Regions from separate parts of the Mus musculus genome. Here region 2 is linked to region 1. Evidence: chromatin contacts called from public HiChIP or PLAC-seq data. All regions are on one chromosome and are shown on one strand. The core of a region is the stretch at or near the end of the contact, and the rest is flanking DNA. Distances in the headings are between cores, read along the strand shown.

Evidence for each region. HiChIP or PLAC-seq counts read pairs in DNA pulled down with a chosen protein or histone mark.
Region 2: an H3K4me3 HiChIP or PLAC-seq map of embryonic stem cells shows a contact between it and region 1, with 5 times the contacts expected there. The contact joins two enhancer-like sites. A contact is called at or near these places in 8 of 484 Hi-C or Micro-C datasets (B cells, the CH12 cell line, embryonic stem cells and 2 more), 8 of 115 datasets of contacts at active chromatin or transcription factors (the HPC-7 cell line, bone marrow-derived macrophages, embryonic stem cells and 1 more) and 2 of 9 other capture datasets (adipose tissue and liver).

The regions. Positions count from the first base shown.
Region 1 is chr17:83,751,919-83,757,079 of GRCm38.p6, reverse strand. Mta3 (metastasis associated 3) reads right to left here. Exons shown (of 17, transcript NM_001379391.1): 5 at 3,163-3,226; 6 at 1,404-1,521. Among named protein-coding and RNA genes, the nearest start is that of Gm46597, 23 kb to the left of the region's middle. Within about 2 kb of position 3,554, at least 8 of the 459 cell types and tissues checked have an H3K27ac peak or open chromatin away from gene starts, as enhancers often do. A contact at or near this core is called in embryonic stem cells, where this site is marked.
Region 2 is chr17:83,862,822-83,868,168 of GRCm38.p6, reverse strand. It overlaps Gm35125 (a long non-coding RNA gene), which reads left to right. Exons shown (of 3, transcript XR_877036.3): 3 at 2,315-3,631. Among named protein-coding and RNA genes, the nearest start is that of n-TIaat17, 3.6 kb to the right of the region's middle. Within about 2 kb of position 2,573, at least 14 of the 459 cell types and tissues checked have an H3K27ac peak or open chromatin away from gene starts, as enhancers often do. A contact at or near this core is called in embryonic stem cells, where this site is marked.

The sequences.
Region 1 (5,161 bases), core at 2,305-4,804:
CTTTCAGAGAACCCAAGTTAGTTCCCAGGGTCTCTATCAGAAAGCCAACAAAGTCATCTCTAACTGCAGTCCCAGGGGACCCTATGCTTTCTCTGGATATCCCAGGTACCCACATACTGTGACATACATATACTCACATGATCCACATAGACGTATACGATAAGTCTAATCAAAGGTCTTTAAAATTTTTAAACTGTGAATGTCTCAGTTATATGAACTATACAGATCGGCCAAATCCTGACCAAGATGGGATTGCTCACTGGACTCCACTGCCCCTGAGCTTGTGGCCTGTGCTCACTAGACTCCACTGCCCCTGAGCTTGTGGCCTGTGCTCACTGGACTCCACTGCCCCTGAGCTTGTGGCCTGTGCTCACTAGACTCCATTGCCCCTGAGCTTGTGGCCTGAAGGTACTTATGATCTCCAGACAGAAGGCTGGGAACATAGCTCAGCTGACAGAGTGCTTGCCAAGTCTACATCAGGCCCTGATCCTCGGGGTGGGGAGCTGGGGGGGGGGAGCTGGGGGGGGGGATTGGATGCAGAGGAGGAGAGGGAGAATATGAAGGAATATGGATCACACATTAATTCAAAGTGCAACAACGCTAACAAGGAGTTTAAATTTTGTTGTGATTGCGGCTGTTGTTTTTCGAGGCAGGGTCTATGTAGACTTGGCTAGGCTGGCCTGGAACTCACTAGGTAGACCAAGCTACCCTCAAGCTAACAGAGATCTGCCTGCCTCGGTACCTAAAAAGGCCCGTGCCGTCACGCCTGGCACAGTGCTAACAATCTAAAACTTAAAAGCAGCAGCAGAGCCTGCGAGATGCTCAGTGGTGACAGCTTGCCACAGTGGGTGACAGCTTGCTGCCCAGACACAAGGGTCTCCTTCTCATGCCCACAGAAGGAAGAAGCTGGACACAGAAGTGCATGACTGTAATGCAGCCCTGAGCAGGAGGACGGGGTGATCCCTGGCACCCGCTGGCCAGACAGTCTAGTAAAAGAAACAAGCTCCAGTCCAGCTGAAGACCCTGTCTCACAAGGTGACAGACACCCTACAGGACGCTGACCACTGGTCTACCCCACCCCACACTCACACACAAACCTGTGTGAACCACACCCCCACACTCACACATGCATGCACACACTACACACACACATGAACACACCACACACAGAGATATACACACCCACTCACACACATATGCGTGTACACACAACCCACAGACTAACGTGCAGTCATGAAGGAGTCACGGTGAGTAGATTATTCTCTCACGCTGTCTATGCTTCTAAAATTGGAAGGCTCAGACTTTTAAACTGTCCGTTTATAGTTTGTCTTCCATGAAGGTTCCAAAAACCCTCCAGTTGTAGAACACCAGTTTCCCAGGACTTGAACCCAGAGCACACTCACCTTCTGGTAGCATGTCTGGAATGTCAGCTTGGTACTTTGGGCCCACTCTGATTTCACCTTTGTCAGCCAATAATGTTTTCACTGAAGGGTCGTATACCAGTGAGTAGAAGAAGGTATCCTGGAAAACAAAGACAAAAGCCACCCAAGTGAGATGAGCTCGGTCTACTTCTGTAAAGTGAATTATGTAACTTTAACTTCTGAGTATATAAGAGTCCATTTTAGTGAATACGTTAATCTTTAAGAAGAATACAAAATTTTATAATTTGTTTTAATATGAAAGAAAGCCATTAATTACTCTAGTACAGAGTTTTGCCAAGCTATAAGGAAGGCTGAGGCAGGAGGATCTTTTGAGGCCAGTCTGAGCAACACAGCAAAACTCTGTTTCAAAAACAAAATGAAGCTGGGGTGTGATGGTTACATCTTTAGTCCCAGCACTCAGAAGACAGAGGCAGGAGGATCTCTGTGAGCTCATGCATGCATTCATACAAACATACATACATAGTGAGACTGTCTCAAAAGCAAGCAAGCGAGCAAACCAAAAGCCACATATATTGACTAAATATACAAGAGTAAAGCTTACATGTGTGTGGTTTTTATTTTTACTTTATGTGTATCCGTCTTTGCCTGCATGTGTGTCTGTGTATTACACACAATCCTGAACCCACAGGAAAAGGCACGGGATCCTCTGGAACTGGACTTACAGGTGGCTGTAAGTTGCCAAGTGGGTGCTGAGAACAGAGCCCAGGTCCTTTACAAGATCAAGTGCTCATGACCACTGAGCCATCCCTCTGCCCCATCCATGAGGTCTGTTAATATCACTATGCAAATTCCGTCAACAAGTTATTATAATTCTGTCATTCTCGTCCCAGCTGTAATGTGTAGGCGTGACTATAAGGATAGACACAGCTGCAACTAACTACAGCGTTTACCACCAACCAGCCCTCACACTGAAGACTCCACTGGTTCTGTAAACGCTCAGTGAGGCCAGTGAGACTACTCAGAGGGGAAAGGTTGCTTGCAGTCCAAGACTAATGACCCGCAACCCACATAAAAAGGTAGATGGGGGCCGGTGAGATGGCTCGGCAGTTAAGAGCACTGACTGCTCTTCCAGGGGTCTTGGGTTCAATTCCTAGCACCCACATGGTAACTCACAACCATCTGTAATGGGACCTGGTATGTCTGAACACAGCTACAGTGTACTCAAACATAAAATAAATAAATAAATCTTAAAATAAAAAAAAAAGGTAGCTGTACAGAAGTGAGTCTACCAAGGTGTCCTGTGACCTCCTTATGCACACAATAGCATCCATGTCTGCCCTGTAGCCATTCCATGTATGTGCATGTGGGCAGACACACAAACATATAGTAATAATAATTTTTAAAGACAACATAACCAAAAAAGCCTCCAGTGCCCAAGAGTTAATAAGCAGAGTGACCAGGCCACTAAACTCTTAGGAATTCTGCAGAGCCCCTAGAGCGTGAGCCATTTACTCAAAACCTAGGGCCAGAGTGAGAAGGAACGAGGCTCAGAGATAAACACCCACATCTCTGTCCTGAGCCTCTCACTGGCAAGTGGCAAAGGCCACTGCTTTTGATGACTCTGCCTTTAGCCTGGACAATGCTACTGCCGAAATGCACTCTGGTTGGTGTCGCCTTGCAAGGAAGGCACAATAACACGCTGGCCCAAAAGGACATCCAAAGTGTGGGCTTCGTGTGAAGTAACGGAGAGAAAACAAAAGCGGAGACGGCTGCAAATTACCTCCTTGTCAAGGTATGACAACACGGATTCTGTCTCATTCAGCAGGGCCACGCTGCACTTCCCCCTGGTAAAGAAAGGAACACACGACAGGTGTTACAGTCTCAGTGGTTACATACTAGCTAGGGACACTCAGATCCTGAGTGTAGATGAAAGTCTCGATGACAGCCAGGGACATACTGAGACTCTTCAGATCAACTTTACAGTCCTGGTCTCCAGTGACCCGTACAATAAAGCCTGGTGACAGGCATTTAGAGGCCAGCCAGTCCTGGCAACGTTACTAGACAGAAAATCATTACAAAAGACACCTTACAGGCGCTTCCTAATTATACACTACAAAAGAAAGAAACCCAGTGAAAGCCTCAGGCTAACAGTGAGACTCTCAGGCTATGAAAAAAGCATTGAGGTGAAATCGCGCAAAAGGGGTCTTCGGTCATCCCTATACAAAGAGCACATACAATAACAGTCAGACCTCTTTATGGGAACCTGGAAATAATGTGCATTCAGGATGTAACCAACTGACCACTCCTGGGACTATTGTAAAGGCTGATTCAGCTTTAAATGACTCCTGCAGAGCAAGGGGCAAAGTAAGGTTCCCACATCCTGGAATTGAGGCCTAGGGTGGAGCCCTGAGGGTGACTTCAGAAGTAAGAGGCAGGTACTATGTAGCCCTGGCTTGCCTTGAATTCACAGATGCAGACCTGCTTCTCAAGTGCTGAGATTAAAGGTGTGTGCCACCATGTCAGGCTGAGAAACTTCAATTATAAAAGGTAGAAGGACGGATGACAAATACTTTCAAAGTTATTGTCCATTGGTTTAAGAACAGTTTACTCTAAGCCACAATAACCATGCAAACATGCAAAGCCAAACACTACAAGAACACGCACCAGACAAGGCCTCTCTCTCAGATCGCTAGGGTGAAGTACTAGTCAAAGAAAAACACCAATTAAAAGCAAACAAAACAAAACAAAATACAACACCACAACTAAAATGCTAAAGCACTGATCAAAAGCAAATTTTCTAGGTGGCCGAGTGCTGTGGATAGCCCTGGGACTAGTTAAATTTGATGTTAATTCCGTTCTCCCGAGAGTGGTTGTGAATGGGAACTGAGTCAGCACTCAGGTGTTTTCCTGTAAACCTGCTTCCCACCTAAATTTATAAAATAAAGGAGAGCTGATGGTTGGGCAGATAAAAGGGAAGGTGGAGCAGAAGGTGGAGAGAGAGAAGGAGAAAATGGAAGAGGGAGAGGACGCAGAGGAGGAGGAGGAAGAAGAAAAGAGGAGCAGAAGCACATGGTCTGGAGAAACAGCAAGTTCAAAGGGGTCTCATAGATGTGGAAGATGGGAGTGTAGCGGTAGATCTGCCCAATTTAGGTGTGGAGATTCACGAAAACAGGCGTGGCCCCGCACACCTTCGTTCCCAGCACTCAGGAAGGCAAAGGAAGCTGCTTGCTCCCTGGAGTGACATCTGTCTCAAAAACAAAACAAACAAAAAACAATAATAAATCAATTTAAAATTTTTAAATGAAAGTTTTCTAAGATCTGGGTTGAGAAGGACCCCTTTTTTCCTTCTGTTTTGTTTTGTTCTGTTTCTTTTCTTTTTCTTTTTCTTTTTTTTTTTTTTAAGTTTCCTAAAATTTGTTTGTAGCAGGAATAATGGCCCACACTTGTAATCCTAGCATTTGCGACTCTTAAGAGTGGATCACAAGCTTAAAGTCACCCGAGTGAGTTCCAGGCTCACTGTGTGTGTGTGTGATTTCTTTTAAAAACAAAAAGCTAAAGGAAGGATCTTAAGCAGGTAAACTGCACTAGTACATGTAGATATTATACATCACACACTCACACACACACATATACACACACACACACACAAAGCTGCTAATTCTCCATCAGGTGTCTTGGGCTTGGCACCACTGGCTGCCATGGGAATAGGCGTGTCTTTGTTGCAGGGCCTGAATTATGGGTAGCAGCAACTGCAACATAGATAACATCAGTATCCAATT
Region 2 (5,347 bases), core at 1,324-3,823, 110 kb before region 1:
GGCACGGCAGTCTGAAGGTCTCTGTCTGTCTGCCTCCTCCCACACTGCGCTGCCTGGATTTGATTTGATTTTTATGAGTCCTAGACAGCTTTGGCCACCTAGCCAGACATCAAGCTAGGATAAAGAAAGGCCTGCCATCTGCTCTGGCCCTGACTGATACAAGAACATCACCAACGAGGTGCCTCTTTTGCCATTGACAGAGTGGCATTTAAATTGACTTACGTGACCAGTTGGTGAATTCGAAATATTTCATTTATTTATTTATCTTTGCTTTTTTTTTTCTTTTTTTTTTTTTTTTTTTTGGCAACAGGGTCTCATCCTTTAGCCTAGGCTTATCTGGAACTCACTGTGTAGCCTAGAGTAGCTTTAAACTAACTCACAACAATCTTCTTGCCTTCAGCATCCCAAGTACTGAGATTATAGACATGAGCCGCCAGACCCAGCTATAGAACGAAAATTCAGTATTGTGGAGGGGCAAAAAAAAATTGTCCACAGGGGAATCTCTGCCTCAGTCCTCAGTCCAGAGACTAGAAGAAGACAGAGCTATAAAGTCAAGGCAGTGTCCTTAGTGACTCCTGTCCTCCGTCACCCTTCCCAATCCCCCCCTTTACCCCTCATCCCTCTTTCCCACGATCACCTGCTCTCCGGGGTGCTTTGATAACCTCTTCCATGCTAAGGGGCTAAGGATACCCTGGGGAGGTCTATTCTAGAAAGTTCTGAAGAACTAAGCTGTGGCCTTTGCATTCAGATATACACACACCTACATACCTATCCTCCGGTACCAGGGATTAACCCGGTGACTTTGCATACAGCAGTTAGTGCTGTACCACTAAGCTGCATACCCAGTTCTCTAGTCTAACTTCGTATCGCAGGCCAGGGCAACCATTAAGCAGCTAAAGATCACAAGTAGATATGGTCTGACCCGTGAATAAGGCTGAAATTTTATTCCTGTGAAATTGATTTTGATGAGGCTGATCCCAGTCTAGGCCCTTGGACTTTCCTATATAAACATCTGAAAACAATTTTCCCAATGTGTATACAGTGAGTGTATACATGGGGACCACTCCTGTGGCCCACAAAGACAGCCTGTGGTCAGCTGTGGAGACACGGGGAGAAAATCCAGTCTGTACTTTCATCTAATTGGGTCCTCAGGACTTGGGAACTCTCCTGCTCTGATCTGGTTCTCCTAACCCAAGCCTATGCTTGGCTAACAGAGTGTGTGGGAGCAGCTCTCTGCTTTCCCTGGTGCTGTGTTTGGGAATGCTGGGAAAAAATGGTCTGAGTCCATGTTAAAGATACAGAGGGGCCCCAGGTAGCCCTGCAGGCTGAGGATGGAATCCCAATCAATGGCCTAAGCCCCACTGTAAGGAAAAACTTCTGGGGCGGGGACGCAGTGCCACCGTGTGGCCGCCACGCGCGGCTTTTCCAAAGGCCCAAAGAAACACCTATCCAACTAAAGCCTGGTGTTCCAGTCAGCATCCAGGCAGACATGATACTGGAGAAAAAGCTGAGTGTTCTACATCTTGATCCAAAGGCAGCCGTCAGGAAACTGTCTTCGCGGGCAGTCAGGAGGAGGGTCTCTTCTGCCCTGGGTGGAGCTTAAGCATAGGACCTCAAAATGACAAACTTCCCCCAACTAGCTCACACCTACTCCAACAAGGCCACACCTCCTAATAGTGCCCCTTCCCATGGGCCAAGTATATTCAGACCACCACACTCAAAACTCAATATGTATGTATGTATGTATGTATGTATGTATGTATAGGGGTGTGTGTGTGTGTGTGTGTGTGTGTGAGAGAGAGAGAGAGAGAGAGAGAGAGAGAGAGCGAGAGAGAGAGAGAGAGAGAGAGAGAGAGAGAGAGAGAGAGAGAGAGAGGCATGCATGTGCCTCGGTGTTCCTATGGAGCTCAGATGACTTTTGGGAGCCCGGGTTTTCTCCTTCTGCCTTGAATTCAGGGTCAGACTCAGGTTGCCAGACTTGAGTACCAAGCATTCTTTACCTTACTGAACCATTTCACACTCTTGATTTCATTGCTCACAAAACCCTAAGAATCCCTACTATCACCACTGTAAAATTAGTCGGACTACATATATTCTAATCCGTTAAGGGTTTCTTCTTCCTCCTCCTCCTCTTCCCCTTCCTCTTCTTCCTCTTCCTCTTCTTCCTCTTCTTCTTCCTCCTTCTCCTCCTCCTCTTCTTCTTCTTCCTCCTCCTCCCCTTTCGACTTCCCTTCCCCCCCCCTCCTCTTCTTCTTTGCTTTGATTGCCCTTTGCTTCTTTTCTTTGATAAAGATATTTTACTTTGGATTTCTAGGTTACATCTAGTTTTGCTCCCTATCTGACCAGAAAGTACTTCGAGAAGCCACTGTCCATGCCAACTGTAAGCAGAAGGGGCAGATGCATATCTCAGAAGAATATTTGTGGTGGAGCAAATATTCCTCAGAATTGAAACATCCCTTCCGGGAGGGATGTAAGACCCAAGAAATGAACAAAACTGAGCTGTCTCGGGAAGCCTCTGGGACGCATAAGCCTCCCAAGGCCCTGTCCATAGCCCAAGGAGTACGACTGCTCAAGCGTAGTCACAATTGCTGAGGGGAGGGGCCGGACTCACTGACTTCCTGCCCTTTCCCAGAGAGCCCCAGGGCAATAGCCCATTGTCAGTCAGGCTGAGGTGGGTGTGGGACGTAAAACCACTCCAGAAAGTTTGGGAAGATAAAGCAAGTCTAGAGTCTGAGATTCAGGTGACTCCAGCTCCCTGCTAGACTCCTGACTTGAAACATGTGCCATGCTTCTCACATAAAAGAAACATGTCCTACGGTCATGTAGGCCCCAAACAGACTTCTCCATTCTAATGAGGTACCTAGAGGCCCAGAGGGCTCAGCCAATGAGCTTTCCCTTCCCAGACATCCCTTCTGGCAAAAGGCATTTAATCTCGGGCCCACCCTGAGAAGTGGGTACGGTTTACACACTCATTTTCCACCATGACAATAAACTGTTTAGAACCATGGACTGACTCTTTTCATCAAGATCTGCCTGTTGTGGGGTGCCATGAAGAAGGCCTTCGCCTACAGAGCCACAGCCTAGTCTCCTGGAGAAGGCCTCTCTGGGCTCCCAGCCACAACTGCCACCAAGCTTGCTGCCAGGCTAAGGACAATCATCCCCATGGGACAAGTTGGAGCTCCCCTCCCTCACCCACCCTCCACTACGGGCTGGACACCTCTCTTCTGCAACTCCCAGGGCGCCTGGATGTCTAAGAGCCTGAGAACCCCTCTACCTCTGCCTTGTCTCAGGCCCAGGGACCCCTGAACCAGCTCCAGCTTTCTCACATCTCAGACTGCGCTTTCCCACCCTGGAGCGATGCCTCCCTACAGCCCAGCACCTGCCCTGGCATGGGGTAAGCACAGTCAAACTCTCTGAGTTCTGCCCTGTGGCAGAGTGGACAAGGGCCTACGACCCTACTGTACAGTTAGTTTGCCTCTGAGCCATCCACAGTAGTGATGGTTTGTATATTCTTGGGCCAGGGAGCGGCCTTGTACGAATAGGTGTGACTTGGCTGGAATAGGTGTGTCACTGTGGGTGTGGGCTTAATAGCCTCACCCTAGTTGCCTGAAAGTCAGTCTTCCACTAGCAGCCTTTGGATGAAGACATAGAACTCTCAGCTTTGCCTGTGCCATACCTGCCTGGATACTGCCATGCTCCCACCTTGATGATAATGGACTGAACCTCTGAACCTGTAAGCCAGCCCCAATTAAATGTTGTTTTTTATAAGACTTGCCTTGGTCATGGTGTCTGTTCACAGCAGTAAAACCCTAACTAAGACAACAGTGCCACAAGGAACCCAGATACACCCACTGGTTTGCCAGTGGACTTTGGACTTTGATGGGATTGTTTGGTCTGTTAGTGCCCAGAGGGGTAGCAGACCAAATTTTATCTCCCCTGGGGAAAAAAAAATCACACAATGTTTTGGTCCTAAACGTTGTTAGAAAAATGGAATGGATTGCCTTAAAGATAAAGCAAGTGGGCTGGAAAAAAAATAAAGCAGGAGTTATGAGCATTGCCTGCTCTTCTAGAGGTCTAGAGTTCAATTCCCAGCAACCACATGATGGCTCACAACCATCTTTAATAAGCTCCAATGTCCTCTTCTATCATGCAGGCATACATGCAGATAGACCACCCATATATAGAAAATAAATAAAACATTCAAGAAAGTCTTTATGGAGCAGAGCTTGCAAATCAGAGTTGAGCTTTTACACCGGAGTCCTTCTACACAGTGGACAAAGGAATCTGTCAGGGGTTTGTGCTTGCTCGTAGTCCCCTTCTGTCACTGTGACAAATACCGGAGAAAAACTCAGCCCAAGGAAGGAAATGGCTCACAGTCGAAGGTTGTTGACTGGCTAGCTGGTTTGCACTGCCCTCTGTAGATGGCAAGATGGGAGTGTGTGGCAGAGGACGGTGCTCAGCTCATGGTGGCTGGGAAACGGGGAAAGGGTAAAGTCCAGAAGGACACACCACCAATAACACACTTCCTCAGCTGCCTCTCACCTTCCAACACCTCCGTCCCGTCCCCCCCCCCCCCCCCCCCATGGCTCAGGTAAGAACCAGCAACTGACTAAGAGATCTGAGTCCCCTCATCCAGTCACTCCCCCAAACCCATCAGTTGGCAGTCCTGGCTCTGAGGAGGTATTTCAAATCCACGACACAGCAGGGAGTAACGGACTGAGGGTCAGAAACTTACACTTGGCAAATCTGATGATTTCTCACTTCTCGTTTGAAAAAGGATTTTTCAGAAAATTTTGTTTTGGAAATGCTGGGTTTTTTGTTTGTCCTCTTAACTCTTTTTCAGGAATAAAGATGATCTGTACAGCACAATATCAGTTACTCATGAAAGAAACACAGTGGGGCTTTCGTGGCCCGTGGGATGGCTTAACTAGTAAAAGCATTTCCATGCAAACCCAAGGGCTTGAATTCCACGCCCGAGTGTCTCCTCAGAACCCACTTAAACGTGGAAAGAGGGACGCTAACTCTTCTCAGTTGCCATCTAGCCTCCCGGTGCGTCTGGTGCCATGCATCTCAATTGTTTTTTTCTTTTAAGGATGTATTTCTAATTGTGTGCGTGTGTGCCCTTGCTCTTGAGTGCTGGTACCTAAGGAGGTCGGCAGCAGGTCCCCTGGAGATGAGTTAGTTACAGCGATCAACCCCATGGGGCTGCTGAGAACTGAATTACTGGTTCGCAGACTAGAGCAGTGCCCACTTTAAAACATCGAGTCATTTCTCCACCCCATTTGTTTGTTTGCTTGTTTGAATAAGCAAACCTTTTACTTTCCACAGCGCTTACATTTATTTCCAG